Linked DNA regions of Pan troglodytes: region 2 is linked to region 1. The links are chromatin contacts, called in public HiChIP or PLAC-seq maps. All regions are on one chromosome and are shown on one strand. The core of a region is the stretch at or near the end of the contact, and the rest is flanking DNA. Distances in the headings are between cores, read along the strand shown.

Region 1 (2,700 bases), core at 193-2,692:
CCCTACCCACCCACAGCTGACGGTCTAGGGCTTGTTTACATTCTAGGTTTCAGCGGGAAAGCAAGAACACCCAACTCCCTGCTTTTGATTCTATGTTAGTAGCTCAGCGCGCCTGTGCGAGCACGTGCTGCAGCCAGGGTAGGGGCTCAGAAACTGGTTGACAAGATGAGCAGTGGGGTCCTAGGGGGTTGGGCGGGAAGGGCCCACAAGGCCATATTCCAGGTTGTTCGGCCGCGAGTGACCCCTGAGAGGTCGGGATCTCCGAGCTCGTCCGATGTCTCCATCCCAGCCAGGAGCTTGCGAAGGGGAAGGAGGGCGGAAGCAGAGTGGGACAGATGTGGTTCGTTCTGGGACTTCCTGTCCACGAAGATGGATAATTCTAGCGACCCGCCTGGGATTTTGGAATCCTGGCGGACCCAAAAGACAGCAGAAGTCACCGCAGAGGATGCCACCCTGCACGGCAGCCCGCCCAGAGCGACGGTCTCACAGGTTCTGGCGCCGTCGAGCGCCCAAGCCTCCTGTTGGCCGCCAGCTGTGTCCGCGACGCGCTGGGTCGGGAGGAGGAGACCCGAGGCGCCGGTAAGTCCCCCGCTGCCGGTGGCCCGGAGGGCAGGGGTGAGGACGGGGACGTGTACTGAACTTTGGGAGGTTTGCGGGGCTGGAGTTTTGTTTCAGAGATAGCCAGATCGAGATCAGAACGTTTTCCAGAGAGCCCAGGTTTCCACTTGTGGCTGGGCGACCCGGTCCGGAATTCATCCTTTCTGGGCCCTCAGCTTCCTCCGGGCGGGGTTCCGATGGGGCAGCTAAGTTCCGCGCCTCCTGCCGGTGCCAGATACTGGCGTGTCGACCCGCGCTGCGGTTGGCTTCTTGCTCCACAGCGCTATGCGCGCGGCGGCTCCGAGGGCTCCTGGTCTCTCTCAGCCAACGGCCTTCTGGGGCCGCCGCCTCCCTCCAGAGCTGCTCGGGTCCCATTGCAGAGAGTCCCGCAGCGCCCGCCGGCAGCCACGGCACTTCGCAATAACCAACTTCCCCGCCGCCGGCGCGTCTCGCCAGCCTGCCCTCGGCCGCAGGCGACTGGACGGCGGTTACGGGGCGGTCCCAGCGCCACCACGACTGGCTGTCGGCTCCGCCAGTCATGGGCTGATGACGCCCCGGGGCTGGCTCCGCCCCTAGCGGCGGCCCCGCCTCCCCTCCAGAGCCTGGTTTGCTTAGCCCTGCTTTCCGCCTCACTCGTTGAGCAGGTCCGTGAATTGTCAGCGCGCTGTGGGCGACTGTGTAGCCGCGGCGGCCGCCAGGCTTGCCGCACTCCCCCTGAGGTGCCCGCCGGAACCAATGTGCCCTGGTCCACTGGGCCGTGAGCAGCCACCGACTGGGGGCAACTTGGCACTTAGAACCGCAGCAGGGACGTCGGTTTGCTATCGGGACTCGGCGAGGACGGTGAGTGGCCGCGCGCCGGGCTAGCGGCTCCTCTCGGCGCGGTTCGGCGGCGGCGAGAGGGGACGGGACGCGTCCTGGCGCTCGGCGGTCCGTTCGTCCGAGCGTGACCGCTGTGGGGAGGTCAAGGCTGGGCGGGGTTTACTCCGTGCCAATATCCCCACTCCCGAACTTCTTGTTGTCAAAGCATCCCAACTCCGCCCGGGACGCGGTTCCAGTCCGCACCAACTTGGCGTAATTGACATGGGTAGGTGGGGCCGGGACGCGTCCCCTGCCCCTCTGCGGCAACGACATGGAGCGCTGGGGCGGCCTCCGCGCCCGCGGCGTGCGGACCACGGTTCCTGAAAAATTACCCGCGCTGTGCGGTACGGTAAGACCCGGCGTCCGCGTCTGGATCTCCAGGCTGAGCGAGCGCTCATCGGGCTCAAGGTGGGTCTCAGCGCCAGAGAACTGGAGTACCAGCCGGGTTCTGTAGCGGGGGCTTCAGTGCTCTGCAGCTACTGAGAGGAATTGAGAGCACTGCTGGGCTTTGAACTTTCTAAAGTAATTGCTTTCTATTAGCACTTGAATCCATGACCCTCCTGAGGTGCTCGGACCTCCACATCCACCCGCAAGGGGTGTCCGAAGGACTTCGTTAGGACCAGGCGGGAGCTGCTGTCGGTTCTGGTGCCCAGAGCCTTGGAGAATCCTAGAGGCTGCGAAAGGGATTGCCAGCCTGGTCGGTTGGTGTTTGTTTGAGCACCTGCGTGTTTAAGTGATGAAGTTGAGTCAGGAATTGACAGCAGAGAACTCAAGGTTAAACCTGACACTCCGTTTGTGACTCGGTCTGGGTTAGATTGTTTTTCCCCCTTAATGGTAAGGGGGTAAAAGCAGCTTGTTTTTCTGAGACCAACTACATGCATGTAGTTTATATTATGTGCGGACTAAATAGAATTCAATACGATATTTTCTTATAATTCTTATTTGACATGAATAAGAGCTTTTGAAAATACTAGACAGAAACAGGTCCAGAATTTGGGGATGTTTAGACCTTTGAAAATACATGAAAATGTTGAGATATATAGTTCTGTATGTGTATATGAAGATGTAGATGCGCATATACACACATATATACGTGTGTATGTGTGAGTGTGTGTATATATAAAATTAAAAGGTGAATGAGGTAAATATATGAAGGGGAAATTCAGCCTTGAACTTCCCTTGGGTCACAGAGATGGATCCTCTGAGCTGTGGGGTGTTAGTGAGTGTGTATGCGTAAGCATGTCT
Region 2 (2,862 bases), core at 110-2,609, 270 kb before region 1:
TTGTGTAGCTAAAAATACTTGGGATTTAATTTATAGAGTGCTAGGTCACACACTTGAAATGGGAGGAGGCACATAAAGCCAATACTCATGCATAGCCATTTTTAAAATATAAAACCTAAAACAGTGCTTGACATGTAATAGATGTTTAATAAATACTTACTGAACAAATGAGTGACCTCTAAAAAATAGGTTAAAGAAAGTATATTAATGCAAAGGATTTCCAAGGAGGTATACACGCTGTGAACTGAGTGTAGATTTCCCACCTCCTCACCTGTTCCAAGTAGTCTTTGGTGCCCATCCATGACCCACCACCCTATAAATTCCAGCTCTGCCATATACACCTTTATTTTTCCAACTGAAAGTGCCACAACAAAAAAGCAATACAAAGATCATGTCTGAGCTAAGTTTGACAATAGGTGGTAGTGAAGCTTACAGATGAGCACAGTCTTCAAAGTCCATCCAAATAGGAATAATAGCTAGCACTTACTGACAGCTAATAGAAGCTATACTAGAGGGATACAACAATAGTTAATGCTAGCTATACAATAATAATAAAGCTAATTTGTGCCTACTATGTGTCAGGCTTGTTAGTCCTTCACATGCATTAACTTACTTAATCCCTTTAACAATTGTCTGATGTAAGTGCTATTATTATCATTTTGATTTTACATATGTGGATAAACAGATTAAGTAACTTACCCCAAAATCACAGAACTGAAAAGTGGCAGAGTTGTGAGCTGAACCCAGGCTGGCGGGTGCCCAGAGTTTACCAACTGAACTCTTTGACCTCTCAGTGGTAAAATTAAAAGTTCCCTGCAAGCTGACCTCTTGGAGCACTCGTGTCAGGAAGATGACATTTCTGGATAATATAAGTTGGCCCCAGTATTTCTGTCCATAAGGAATGAAGCATTTTTATTTGGGAACCCTATACACAAAGTGAGACCCAGGATATAAAGGAGTAAGGCAAGAAGAACAAGAAGAAATGTCATTCTCTTCTGCCTTGGCACAGCATGGTTATCACAGCCTAAGAACAATAATAATGGCTAATTTTGGCTAATAAGATCTCCAACTTTGACTTTCTCCTAAACAATGTGGGTCCTTGCATGAGGATATTTTCTAAAGCAGCAGCAAAGATATTGCCATCATTCATTTGCTCAGTGGTGTCACTAAGAAAAATACTTCCAGAAAGAAAATTAAGGCCAAAACACTTCCTTAAACCAGGCGTAAAAGTCCTCTAACAAGGAATTTAAAAGAAAAAGATCAACACCGGATTTATCTTTCTTAAGTAACTATCACTTGAAAAACCGTCCCTCCCAGCACTCCTTAAGGAGCCAAGCATACTGACAAGGCCCCTTTGGTCTAAGACTGCGACCTCACACCCCTACTGATCGCTGAGAACTCAGGAAGGGGGAGCATCCCGCCAGCCTAGAGCGTTATCTGCACAATCTGAATACCAAGGACGGGAGAAAGAGAAGTTTAGAGAACAGTGAAGATCCCAGAAAGGAAGTTCAACTGACCTAGAAGAAAGGGCCCAGCTGAAACTGCCTTTCAAGCTCAGTCCGATTCCCCACAAATCTCCCTACATCCAGCTATATCGCCCGGCAAAATGAAACAAACACAAGGTAAGGCAATACAAGGGCAGGAATTATGCAAAATAAAATGCGTAATGAGGATGTCTCTCCATCAAAAATACTCCAGGATTTTCCTACACAATCCCATGTAACAAAACCAAATGCAAACAACAATAAACCCTTAAGAAGCCCATGAACAACGCAGACTGAGCCCATCTCGCCCCACCTCACGCCGCACCCCGGTACCCTGGCTAAGGAAAATGTGACCCCCGCCCATGAGAAGCCTTCCGGCGTCCGGCCAAGGTCCAGCAGCCGCCGGAGTTGAGTTTGCCCGACTCTTACCCAGGTCCAGAGATCTTGAGAATCGCAGCGCAACCTTTTCTCCCCGGTCTTCACCCAAAGCCAGCCAAGACACAAAATCTGTTCCAATCAACGCGGTTAGCGTCCAAGCAGCGTCCCAGAAGAAAGCGATCTTTGGGAGTCTTCTTTCAGGCGTAAAGGTGGAGAAGCGGGAAAGAGGAACGTCTCAACGCGTTCCCAGTCGCCCAGTTTTGCGCACCGGGAAAGTACTTGCTGCAAACTTGAACAAGGTTTTCTCTGTCTGGCCCGAGATGCTGGAGGGGGTGGGGGCGGGTAACCCGAGCCGGGGCCGGGATTCGAGCAGTTGCCGCTGCTGCAGCTGCTGCTGCCGGGGCAGTGGCCGCTGGGGGGTTGTAGCTTGGCGCCGCGCGCAGTCCCAAGCGCAACATGCAGGATCTTCCCGGCCTGACTGCTGCACCTCGATCGTGAGTCGCCCCTGCCTGAGCGGCTTCCACCGCCTGGTGGGTGACCCCGCCAAAGGCCTGGTCGCGAAGTTAGCAAATGTTGGGGTCACCGCAGGGGGTGACCGAAGGGGTGTCAGAGTGGGTGCCCGCCTGATTCCCAACCCACGTTGGGTGCAAGTCCCTCGTCAGAGTCCCTGGGAGGTGTTCTAGACCCTCTGTAAGGATTTGTGGGACGGTGGCCGGCGCCCGAGCGGCCAACTGGAGTGGACGGCGGGTCCTCAGTGGTGTCAGGGGAGAAAGCGCAAAGGTGGGACCCAGAAAGGATGGTGATTAAGCTGTGCCAGAGAATGTGATGTGGCAGCAAAGTACATGGAAAGGTGGGGCGGGGAGGTGAAGGCAGAGGGTGGAGGGTGGGATAGTCTGCTTTACCATGGAGGGGCGGAGAGAGAACTCCCCGGACGCGCAGGAAAATCCCCCCAGGTCTTCGGAGGCCTCTCGCGGCAATTTATTGGGGAATGGCTCCCTCT

What was found. HiChIP or PLAC-seq counts read pairs in DNA pulled down with a chosen protein or histone mark.
Region 2: an H3K4me3 HiChIP or PLAC-seq map of stem cell-derived excitatory neurons shows a contact between it and region 1, with 2.9 times the contacts expected there. The contact joins the promoter of LOC134810104 here to the promoter of MARCHF3 in region 1. A contact is called at or near these places in 1 of 7 Hi-C or Micro-C datasets (stem cell-derived neural progenitor cells) and 1 of 1 datasets of contacts at active chromatin or transcription factors (stem cell-derived excitatory neurons).

What each region holds. Positions count from the first base shown.
Region 1 is chr4:124,793,764-124,796,463 of NHGRI_mPanTro3-v2.0_pri, reverse strand. It overlaps MARCHF3 (membrane associated ring-CH-type finger 3), which reads left to right and starts at 1,442. Exons shown (of 5, transcript NM_001280477.1): 1 at 1,442-1,863.
Region 2 is chr4:125,058,634-125,061,495 of NHGRI_mPanTro3-v2.0_pri, reverse strand. LOC134810104 reads left to right here and starts at 1,359. Exons shown (of 3, transcript XM_063811502.1): 1 at 1,359-2,392. The coding sequence starts at 1,847. MEGF10 (multiple EGF like domains 10) reads right to left here and starts at 1,994. Exons shown (of 25, transcript XM_016953721.4): 1 at 1,914-1,994.